Linked DNA regions of Mus musculus: regions 1 and 3 are each linked to region 2. A link is a contact called in public Hi-C and promoter capture Hi-C data. All regions are on one chromosome and are shown on one strand. The core of a region is the stretch at or near the end of the contact, and the rest is flanking DNA. Distances in the headings are between cores, read along the strand shown. Region 1 holds the start of Ppp5c (protein phosphatase 5, catalytic subunit). Region 2 holds the start of Zfp128 (zinc finger protein 128). Region 3 holds the start of Selenow (selenoprotein W).

Region 1 (3,962 bases), core at 55-2,554, 4.1 Mb after region 2:
CTGGTTACACTCAAAATTTTCTCCAGTCCAGACTGGTCCCATCTACCCACTCAATGTCCCTTTTCGGACAGCGAAGGAAACCCAAAACTCATCTTTGTGACGAATTCAGATTTTGCATGCTCTGTCCCCTTATCTTAATCTTCTCTTGTATCAGTCTTCCCCTCGTACCCCCAGTTTCCTCAAACTCCAGCCAAGCCAGTCTGTTTTCAATCACTCTCCACCCCAGGGTCTTCACACAAACTCAGTGGTCAGGACCCACGTGTAAAACTCCTTGTCAATTCGCCTCAAAAAGCCTCTTTCTCCAGGCACTCCCGACCTCACCATCGAAAGCAGACTCTAAGCTGTATTTCCTGTGTTGTCACCTTGACCCAAAGTGATCATCACAAGTTTGCAATGATTGGTTCTGCTTAAATCCGAGTCATGTGTTGCATTCATCGCTGCAGCCTCAGAGCCAAGCACAGGCCGTGTAGCACATGACACTTATTTAATACAAGTGTACTGAAAGAATGAATGAACGGAGACATGTCCTCCCACATGGCACTCTTAGCCCAAGATCACCCTATTCGTTCCTGCTCCACCTCTCCACCCTACTCGTTTCCTTGGATCACCCCAAATCGCCTTCCAATATAATTATCTACCTCCATCCCCATAATTCCCTTCTCTATTGGGCCTTCTCTTCTCGGTCATACTCATCTCAGGCCTCCCCACTCGGCAGCGCCATCACTGCCCTAAACACATGTCACTATTTGGTAGCGCCCTCTTCAGGTCTGACCACCATTTAGCACCTCTGTCCAGGTCTCACATTTGGTAGCACTCACATGTCGGCCCCCTGCTTTTCCCCTATCGTGTAGCAGCGCCTGCCTCAGTCTCCCCAGTGAGTGGCTTCTGCTTGGTATCCACTTCTCAGCAGCTCTCCCCAGTCTGTCGTCCAGCCTGAGCCTCCTCCTCGCGCCTGGCTACTCTGTAGTGCTTGCCCGGCGCCCAGGCTGCCGCTCCGCGTTGCCATGGTTCCCCGCCGGGCCTGGCACCCCCACAGCCTGGGCCGCTGTCCACCCTCCCTCACCCCGTCCGGGCCGGGCGCACCTTTGAAGTAGTCGTTGGCCTGTGTCTTGAGCTCCTCTGCCCGCTTCAGAGTGCCATCGGCCGGGGGTTCGTCCCGGGGGGTCTCAGCACACTCAGTCCGCTCGCCCTCCGCCATCGCCATGCCGCAAAGCGACCCCCACCCTGGCAACGGCCGCTCGCGGCACCAGGCCGAACCGTCGCGAAGGAGTGCCGAGTGACCGCCGCCGCTGCCGCACAAGTGTCGTAAAGCGCGGGCCCCAAAGGCACTCCTGACGCGCCTGCGCGGCGTCCCCCCCAACTTCCCCCCCCCCCCGCCCCCGCCCCCAGAGCGCCGGGAGGACAAGGTGACCAGAGGGTATCCAGACCGTACTTGTACTTGTAGAAGTAGCCAATCAGAAAGGAGAGAAGGGGCCTTGTGGATGGGGGCAGGCCGGGAGGGCGCCTACTCCCAAAGTTGCGAGGCTGCAAAAGTTTCTTGGAGATCCCGGCTTCCTTTAGGGTTGGTGATTGGGTTGCGTTGCCTCCGGCGGGTGGGGCTGCTTTCAAACCAGCACCCTGCCCAACCCGGAGTTTGCTCTGGAGCTGGGTGCTGCCAATTACTCGTGTGACCTTGAACAAGTTTATCTCTTGTCTCCTCAGTAACCCTTTTGGAAAATGGGTAGTTTCTCAAGCAAACAAAATAAAACTTGAACGTTGCAAATCAAGGCTCTTTTTGAATTATTAACAAGGCATCCCGATCTTCAAGTCTTGACAAGTCTCAATTGTACCATGTTTGTTCCGAGCCCAACAGCATCCTTATTAATTTATTTTATTTTTTTATTTTGAGATAGGATTTAATTATGCAACCCTGGCTAGCCTGGAACTTGCTATATAAACCAGGCTGGCCTTGAATTCAAAGACCCAGCTGCCTGTACCTCCCAAGTGTTGGGATTAAAGCTTTGCATCATCATGTCAAGTCCTAGAAAAAACCTTTTAAAGGGTCATGGATGTAGCTCAGTTGGTAGAGTACTTGTCTAGAGTGCTCCAGGCTTGAGTTCCAATTCCAGCACTATATAAATCAGGCTGAAAGGTGCACCTCAGTAATTTGAAGGCTTGATAGGTGGAGGCAACAGTATCAGAATTTCAGGTTCAAGGCCAGCCTGGGATACCTGAGACGCTGTTCCGAATACAAACAACCACACCAAAGGGATTTTTTTTTTTCTTCCGAGACAGGGTTTCTCTGTGTAGCCCTGGCTGTCCTGGAACTCACTCTGTAGACCAGGCTGGCCTTGAACTCAGAAATTCGCCTAACTCTGCCTCCCAAGTGCTGGGATTAAAGGCGTGTGCCACAACACCCCAGCCCCAAAGGGATCTTTTAAATGACACTGTTGCTGCTTGCATTTCCTGTGCCTGGATCAGAGCTTCAGCCTCCTCTGATGCTTGCGTTCATCCTCCCTCCTCCAGTTTACCTTCCATATGGCAGTCAGAGGCATCTTGCTGGAATACTGTAAAACTGGCACCCGCCGCAGCCTTCCATGGCTCCCCAGCTCCCTCGTGAGACAACCCAAACTCTTTCTGAGAAGCCACGGGTAGTCTAGCCTCCAGTAACATCTTCAGACCCCACTGTGTATCTTCCTATTCTAGTCTTTAAGTCCTCAATCTAGACACTAACACTATATATAAGTGCTTTAAGGCTGTGTATCAGCCTCACCTCCCCCGCTCCACCCCTGACTACAACTAACAATCACTCTGGAAAATCGATGTTGGTACACATGTCCATTTGACGTGTGTCCACAGGCATCAACGTATTCCTGAAGAGTCTGACTGAGAGTGAATCTGAATCTAATTTCTAGGCACAGTCCCTATTTGACTATACCTGCCAGTGCCAGTGGGATCATGTAGGAAGTGAATTTTCTTTTGATTTTTTTTTTTTTGAGGCAGTATCTGCTCTAACAAATTTGAACCCAGCTCCAATTGTTCCTGAAGCTATGTGATCTTGAGCAAGCCACAATACTATTATTTCCTCTGTGAGGAGGAGCTAGTAATAGTGCCTGCCTATACATGCAGAGGAGGCTTAAGAGAAGCCTGGCTTGGTGGCTCACCCTTGCAGTCCAGCATTTGAGAGGCTGAGGAGGAAGATTTATCCAGAGTTGTTTCAGGCTAGCATGAGCCACAGAGTTAGTTCCAGGTCAACCTGGGTTCTCTCTCTCTGTCTCTCTCTGTCTCTCTCTCTCTGTGTCTCTCTCTGTCTCTCTGTCTGTCTCCCCCCCCCCCCCTCTCTCCCTCTCTCTCCTTTTCCCAGCCAAAAAACCCTAACCTAACCAAAAGTTCATATGAGTTAGTGTTTACCTGAGAGACTTAACAGAAGCACTCTCCATGTAGAGGACATTACAGGTAGCCTGAGTTCAACAAAGTGAATCAAGCTGGAATGAGGGGCTGTTTAGGGGGTGTAGGAAGATCTTGTCCACCTGGGGGAAGCAAAAATGACTTCCTGGAGGAGTGTTAGGCCTGAGGTCACAAGTATTAGGTTTTGTTGGGTGTTTTTTGACAGGGTTCTATATAGTCTCTGCTGGCTTTAAACTCAGGCTACCTTCAGATAAGAGGTGCTGGCATTACAGGTCTGTGCCACTGAGCCCTGTCTTATGTGGTACTGAGGATGGAACTCAGGCCTTCATGCCCGCTAGGCAGTCACGTTATAAACTGAGGCGCATCTTCAGGAAAGACATTTAAAACAGAAGGCACAGCACGTGCAACAACTTGAAAGTGGTTTTGCCTGGGTTCCTGTGTGGGTCACATGGGAGAGGGGTAGAGGAGTGACACTCACGGAGTCGAAACAGAACAGATACACCCTCCCACACGGAATCTGCAGACTCAATCTCCCACACAGTCTCTCTCTCTCTCTCTCTCTCTCTCTCTCTCTC
Region 2 (3,858 bases), core at 1,149-3,648:
TTCCTTAGCCTAATGTTTTCCTTTTTTTTTTTTTTAACATCATAGACAAAGGTAAGAGGCAGGATTACTAGAATACTTTTGCATTCATTTTTCAAATGTCTTTTATTTCCCAATTCAAAATAAGACCCTTTTTGAAAAGGTTTTTGAATAGCTTCTACAGTGGCTGCTACAACTTGAGAGAAGCTGCCAATAGCTTGAGTGGCTGTTAGCCAATTTCTAACAATCACCATGTTTTACTGGTGCTGTAGCAACTCTACACTGGTGGCTCCATCAAACCCAACCTGCCTGATCAGGTTTATCACCATCAAAGTTTTCACCAAATTGTGCTGTGCTTAAATATGCCTAAAATAAACTATTTGGGGTCAGACTTCCAAAGTTTGAACCAACACTAACTACTTAGTCCTGTTGTGCCTGAGCTACCCTTTAGCCTCCTGTGGATCATTACTTTGCTGGCTCTGGTGACTGCAAGGATTCCGGCAGGTCCCAGTGTCATACTTCCTCCAGCATGGTTGCACCCCAAAGAGCATCATCCCCAACTGTTCTAATGCCTGAGACTACAGGGAAATATCTCATTCAAACCCACTGCACTGCTTGAAACTGAGGCAGGTGAGCATAGGAGATAGTTTAGTACACTAAGACCCCCATCCCCTATTTGATTTGAGATTATGAAGACACAGTCCTCTTGCAGTAACACACTTGGGAGCCTTCAGTGTCACATACTATACACACACACACACACCTCTCCAAACAATGCCTCTAGTAACCTCAGAACTTCTAGCTATATCAGGCTACCCATACTTCCATCTCTGAACAGTAGTATAAGTTTTCCCGTCCTTGGCAATGTTCAAATTAGACAGTTTCCATTCAAGTATATTCTCAGCATTGTCTGTGTATGAAGAATGGAAAAGCTGATCTGGCCTGACCTAGTTTCAGATGCATACACAAGAAAGGAAAACTGTGCCCTCTGTTACTTTTAGGGAGACCCTCCTATTTACCTTATGCTGATACATAAGGGCACACTTATGTTTAAAATCAGATGCATTATAAAAAGGACATGCACAGTAGAGAAAACGAATATATGACTTACTCTATCAATCAGAGTAGAGAACCACCCAAACTACATATCTAGTAATCAGCACCCCCTTCTCCTGAACCCTATAAAAGGAAGCCCTGAGCAATAATCTGGACACTGAGAATCTTCACTCCCATAACTCATTGTCAATCTTTAATAGCATACCTACATAATATGTAATTTCACTTTTACTCAAATAACATTATCTTACTTTTTTTCTGTAAGCTCTTAAATTCAATTCTTTGGAAAAGAGGCCAAGAACCTAGAAATGCCCAGCCCAGACCCAGAGCACCAGTTATGACACTACTGTCATTGTCAGACTGGTGAGGAAGATGCCAGGAGAGAACAAAGGAAACTACTAGGCTGAAAGGAGGGAGAGACAGAGAAGGGAGGATGAGAATAAAAGGACCTGCTGTTTGCTGGACTGCAGCTCTGTATTAGAGCACTTACCACTCTTGCATAAAGACCTAGGTTCAATATCCAGTACTGGGGAGTGGGGATAGTGGAGGAAGGGCAGAGCCTGCTGTTCTACACCTGATAGTCTCTGTCTCTTTAAGGGTATAGTGTATTTTTGGTCTTTTTCTATTACATCATCAACCTAGTGAAAACTAGCAAAAGCCCATTGTTTCCTTCCTTCTTTCCTTCCTTCTTTCCTTCCTTTCTCTCTTTTCCTCTTTCTCTCTTTCCTTCTTTCTTTCCCTTTTCAAGGCAGGGTTTTGTAGCCCTGGCTGTCCTGGAACTCACTCTGTACACCAGACTGGGCAGGAATCAGAAATCTGCCTGCCGGGCAGCCGGGTGTGGTGGTGCACGCCTTTAATCCCAGCACTCAGGAGGCAGAGGCAGGCAGATTTCTGAGTTCGAGGCCAGTCTGGTCTACAAAGTGAGTTCCAGGACAGCCAGGGCTATACAGAGAAGAAACCCTGTCTCGAAAAACCAAAAAACCAAAAAACAAAACAAAACAAAAAAACCAACAAAACAAAAAATTCCAGCAGCAGGTCAGATTGACCAATTCTAACACCAAGACCTTGCCGCTGCGCGCCCAACTCACGGTGCAGATGCATATATGCCCTGAACTCAGCCGTCAGGGCGGGAGGATTATTTTCCAGGCAACTCGAAGCCCAAGTGATGCCCGCACCCGCAGGTAACGGAATGTAAGCTGACCTCTGCTGGTACCCAGACCTGATCCTTAAACAAGACCTGTGAGTGGTTGCACTCCCTTAGACCAGAGGCCAGGCCTTCCCCGATTGGTCAACGTTGGGCTGGCGCTAGCTTCCATTGGTTAAGTGCTGCGTCTCGGCGCGTGGCCTTCTGGGAATTGTAGTCTCAGTGTCCCTGGCGCTGCCGCCATTGTCCAGCGGGAGGCCAGTCGGGTGGTCCCCAGGACGGGGCTGAGTTTAAAATTAGGGTGTCCTTGGACGTCTGTGGCTAACCTGTTGGCCTGGAATGGACCACCAGGACAAAGCAGCAACAGTGGCAATGGCCTCGCGGCCGCAAGCAACACAACTTCAGGTAACAAAAAGGACAGATTGGACTCCGAGTCCTGCTGTCCCCGACAGAGTGACCTGTAACCCGCGGCGCTTTTTCCACAAGAGAAACAAGCGCTGTGGCTCAGCCTCCGAGCCTGGGTCCAAATCTAGTTCCCTCTGTGTGCATGCTTCAGCCTCCTGTCTGCGTGCCATGGGGTGGAGGGGAGGAGGGTGGTCATTTCCCTGAGGACTGACAGGCTCTGCTCAGGGGTTCGATCCCACTCTGGCCAACGCCCTCCCATTTATCCCGAAAGACGGTTCTCGGAGATGACAGGTGACTGGCTAGCATTACAGAGCAACCACATTGCGGGTACGGTCCTCAAAACATGTCCTAAGGCGCAGAATCAACCGACTTTTAAGGGAACCTCCGCACCATGACCCCTATTTTGCAAGTAAGGCATAACTTCACGGGGCAGAGGTACCAAGTTAGGAAAACAGAAGTAACTAGTAAGGGTCACGCCCTTCTGGGCCTTGGGAAAACTGGTAGGTGTGGCTATCAGTGTTTGTCTAGCTCCTGATCATCAAAGTCTGCACTTGTAGACAAATTGCTTATTCTGTTCACCGTAGTTCACCTAGCAGAAGCCAAGACCATTTCATACATAAGTTCTGCAACTTTGAAATTATGCTCTGGAGGTCAGGAGGTGGGTATTTGGTTTGCTTGGGGGAAATTTGCGTTAATTACATTTGGTGTGAAAAGTAAGCTTATGATAGTCTTAGATTGCAAATGATCAGATTCATGTCATCTCAGTTTTTCATGAAATGTGACCAGAGTGTAGAACTGAGAACTGAGGCCTATCAACAGCTATATGAATGAGCCATAGTGAAGGTGGATTCGCCAGCCCCAGTCAAGTCTCAGGTAACCGTCATGAGGCTGACAGTTTGTCAAGGAGTAAGCGATGAGACGGGCGGGAAAAGAGGTGTGTTTAATCAATCTGTTGTCGTGTTTCAGGTAGTACACACAAAACGTAGTGAGACCTGAAATAAACACTACTTCATGGTTTCTGATGGGGTAGGAAATCAAGAGTGACTTAGTTTATGGATCTACCCTAGGCTCTTAAAGTTATATTCAAAATGACAGTCCAACAGTTATTACTTGAGACTTATCAGAGCCTAGAAGACCCACTGTCAAGATAGTTCATTCACATGCTGTTGGCAGGAGAACTCAGTGTTTCTCCTTGTAGGCCTTGCTATGAAGCACTTAGGTCTCACTGTGTAAAGTGAAGTTTCCTATAGAGTGGTGTGATCCAGAAGATGGCAAGG
Region 3 (4,129 bases), core at 388-2,887, 3.0 Mb after region 2:
AGAGATCACAGGTTCCACATAGAGATGCCAATGGGGAGGGAAGCAGGGAAGTAAATTAGGACAAATGCTGCCTCAGTAGAATCTCACCCACCCACTCCCTCCCCCGCCTGGCTGTCACTCAGGAATCCAAGCTCTCTCCAGCACCCAGTACAAAACATAAGCTCCCCAACCCCATGTCCCCTACCTCAGGCCATTTTGGGCCTGGAATCTGGTGCAGTGGCCTCATGGGAGCCTCAATTTATCAAAGCAGGCTGTTGAAAGACATCCTGATAACTAGGGCCTGATCAGACCCCTCAAGGGGGTTGGGAGGGAGGAGGCCACACCCAGCTAGGTGGACCACGGACCCCAGATTCAAGTTACAGGGTTATCGGTAGTAGGACCTCAGGCTGGCCCTGCCTCATTTCCAGCCTCAGTTTCCTCCCCTGTAAGATGGAGACAGAATGGCTGGAGAGCCCCTCAATGGACTTCAGGGGTGCAGAATCCATTCAGCAAGCACTTTTCAATCACTTACTGCAAGCCAGCTGATTATCAGATGCAGATGGAGGAAAAAGTCATCAAGAGAAAATGGCTGGTCTTTCTACGCCTGCCTCTAGCAGGGGCACAATTAATAGCGCTGGCAGGTAACTAACCAACATCATCACCTCCTTCACACTACAGAAGGGGAAACTGAGGCCAGAAAAGAACTGGGGTTAACAGCACCGGCACTCACTGATCAGAAACCAGTAAGAGTTTTTTGTTTTGTTATTTGTATTGCTGGGAACCGAACCCAGGATCTGGTGCATCTCATGCAAACACTCTACCACTGAGCTACACCCTCACCCTACAATCTATCCTATATTACTTTTTCTTTTCGGGGCACAGGGTCTTACTACATCACCCCGGTTGCCTCTAACAAGCAGCTTAGCTGGCCTGGAACTATCTACCTGCCTCTACTTCCGAATGCTGGGATTAAAAGTGTGCATCAACACCACCACTCCGTGACTCAGTTCGCCCTTTTCATGTACACACTGGGAGGTGCGACCACTGTTAACTCACACTACAATCCAGGTACGGGACATCCCCAGACCTCCCAACAGCGCTTATGAGTAAACCCCCAACTACACCACACCTTGTATTCTCTAACTCATGCCGCTCAGTGAGGGGGAAGGGAAACAGCCTGTCGGGAAGGAAAGGTCCCCAGAGAAACCCGATGCTACCCTTCCCCTCCCCTCAGCGCTGAGTCACGTGTTCAAAGTGGCCCCAAGTATCAGTTTCCATTTTCACTGGTGAGATGTCACTCAGATGTCAGATGCCAGGGATCGGGCTCAAGTCTCTGTTACCTCCATCCCACCCGCTTGGAAATCCCTCCCTTTGGGTCTGAAATACAGTCATCGTACTCGGTTACCAGACCCTGGTAGATAGGGGGAGGGGCAAAGAAAAGGGTGGGAGAGGGTCTCCTGGCACAAAGGTTGGGGAGCAGAGAAAGGGCACAACGAGCCGGGAGCAGGAAAAGGGGGAACTGCAGTCACCCGGACTTACCAATACACGACTCGAACGGCGAGCGCCATAGCTGCACGTCGCATCCCCGCACAACACGAGGACCCGACCCACAAGCAACAAGGACCTCAAGCTCTGAGCGTGGGGCCGTGCGCACAGCCGACTGCCTCACGAGTCAGAGCAAACCAAGTGCGGGGGTGGAGAGTGGGCAGAGCTACGGGAGGACCGAGGTTCCGGAGCACGGCGGGGTCTGTGGCCAGGGGCGCGAACCTCAACGCAAGACTCCATGATATCTTGATATCTGGGGTTCTCTTGATATCTGGGGTTGTCTCCATAGACAGCGTCTCTGGGACCAGTAACCTGAGAGCCCCTCGCCGTCCCTTCTCTATGCCATAATGGTTCAGTCCTCAGGGCGGTGGCTCGAGGCAGAGAATTGGTTGAGACTGAAGTTCAGTTACAGAGTGGCTGAGAGGGGCAGGGCAGGGAAATCGACGCATTGGGAGACAGGCAATTGGGATGGATCCCTCCTCCCCAGCGCTAACTGGACCAGACTAAATGAACCTTAGGTCTGGAAAACTGAAACTAGGAGTCCCAGTGTGCGCTTTAGGTCCAGCTGTCTCACCACCGACAGACCCCCTGCGCACCCCCAAAACCATGCAACCCCTCTTTTTGCGCCTTCCCGCTCCCTTCCAGCTGCCTTCCAGCAGAAGGATATATAGAAAGTCCTGGAATGGGGCTTGGACTGTAGCGCAGTTGGTAGAGAACTTGCCTACCATGTATAAAGCCCTAGTTTGGGTCCCTAGCACACTGTTATCTGGGGGCTGTGGTACAAGCCTGTAATCCCAGCATTTGGGAAGAAGAAACTGAAGGACTGAGTTCAAGGTTATCCTTGCTACACAGGGAGTTTGACGCTAGTCTGGGCTACATGAGCAGTTGTCTCGAAACAAAAAATCCAGGCGTTGCCTTTAATGCCAGCAGTCAAGAAATCTCTGTGGGTTCGAAGCCAGTCTAGCCTACGTAGAGCGTTCCAGGACAGACATGAGAGACCGTCTCAAGGGGGAGAAAAAGGTAAAAGTGGACAAAATATTTGAGTTTAGGATTCCTGAGCCTCACTTTCTCCTCCTTGAAAGCTGGACAGATAACAGGAGATAGTCATTCCCACAGAATTTTTTTGCTCTCTAGTTTCTTATCCTCCACACCCTATGAACAAACGGCAATGGCATGCCCACCCCCTCCCTCCCCTCTCTCTACTTTCCCACCACCACCACCACCACCACCAAGGATGGCTCACCAGCAGAGATGTTTATCTGTCACCTGACTTCTTTAATTGACTTCAACCGGCTATCCCCGCCAATGGTTAACTAGGGACCAAATAAGGAAATTTTCCCACCTAGCCCTCTGGTTCCCCATCAGTACCCTACCCTGCACACAGATGATGGGCTGTGATTCTACCCACAGAAAAATGAAATTTGAATCATTCACTCCCCATTTGACTTCATAGGAGTGCGTTGGCAACTGAGGATTCAGAGGCCTAAAAGCAGTAAGAAAACTGTATTTCCCTAAAAGGATGCTTGTTCATGCACTTGGACTCCTGGAAAGAATGAGAGCCAGAATCTGCTGTGTGTGGTGGGGAGAACTCAGTGAAGATAACCAGGAACCTTCTGTGTCCTCGTTGGGCATCTCCAACAGGCTAAATTCAGTGTCGCAGCCTCTCTGTCTCGAGACGGAGGACCTGTGACCACAGTCTGAAAAGGAATAAAGAGTCAGTCTGGAAGAACCAGGAACAGAGACTGAGTCAAGGGTCAAGAATAAATGTTCCACAGTCCCGAGTTTTCCTGTGGTTCCCAACACCCTTGGAACAAAATCCCAAACCTTAGCATGGATGGCCCCTCTGACCCTTTCTCCCAACACCCCAGTGACAGGGACCACTGGGACCTTAGCCACATTCTTGTCTCAGGGCCTTCACACATGCTGATTTAGCCCTCTCACCCCGAGTCCTGCTTTTCCTCCAAGAATCAGCTGCAACCATGGAGGAAAAACAATTCTTTCTGGAAAAAGTCTGCTTTGTGTTCGACACAAGTTGTACCAGTTTATTTGCCCTTACAAAGTGCCCTAACCCCAGTGGCTTACACTGCAGACACACCTCATCTCGTGCTCCTGGTGGGCAGAAATCTGAGATCAGGTAGCTGCAGAGCTGGCTTACATTGAGGATTGAAAAGAAAACTGACCCCACAGCTCTGGGGTCACTTCTGGTGGTCACTGGCCACGGCTGGAGCTACTCGGCTTGTAGGTGAATTACGCACAGGCTAAACAGATGGCGCAGTGGTGAAGAGTACTGGCTACTTTTGTAGAGAATCTAGGTTCAGTTTGCAGCCCCCACGTTACAGCTCACAAGCCTCTGCAACTCTAGTTCCAAGGACTTTGATGCACTTGTCTGACCTCTGAGAGTACTCACTGCACACACTTTGTGCACATGAACTCCCAAGCACATGAACTCCAAGCACACAACACACCTGAAACACACTAGGAACCACACACACACACACACACACACACACACCCTTAAAAAGTAACTGCCTGTCTGCTTACAGAAAGCGAAGCTTTCTCTCTTTTCTTAAAAGATGTATTTATTTTATGTTATTGAATGTTCTGT

The links. Promoter capture Hi-C pulls out the DNA fragments that hold promoters and counts their contacts. Hi-C and Micro-C count contacts between places; a contact is called where the count stands out from the background.
Region 1: a Hi-C map of B cells shows a contact between it and region 2, with 5 read pairs. The contact joins the promoter of Ppp5c here to the promoter of Zfp128 in region 2. A contact is called at or near these places in 1 of 39 promoter capture datasets (cranial neural crest) and 1 of 484 Hi-C or Micro-C datasets (B cells).
Region 3: a contact with region 2 is called in a promoter capture Hi-C map of pre-B cells. The contact joins the promoter of Selenow here to the promoter of Zfp128 in region 2. A contact is called at or near these places in 4 of 39 promoter capture datasets (cranial neural crest, frontonasal cranial neural crest, pre-B cells and 1 more).

Annotation. Positions count from the first base shown.
Region 1 is chr7:17,026,610-17,030,571 of GRCm38.p6, forward strand. Ppp5c (protein phosphatase 5, catalytic subunit) reads right to left here and starts at 1,305. Exons shown (of 13, transcript NM_011155.2): 1 at 1,084-1,305. The coding sequence starts at 1,204.
Region 2 is chr7:12,878,780-12,882,637 of GRCm38.p6, forward strand. It overlaps Zfp128 (zinc finger protein 128), which reads left to right and starts at 2,399. Exons shown (of 4, transcript NM_153802.4): 1 at 2,399-2,581. The coding sequence starts at 2,516.
Region 3 is chr7:15,920,734-15,924,862 of GRCm38.p6, forward strand. It overlaps Selenow (selenoprotein W), which reads right to left and starts at 1,638. Exons shown (of 6, transcript NM_009156.2): 1 at 1,519-1,638. The coding sequence starts at 1,547.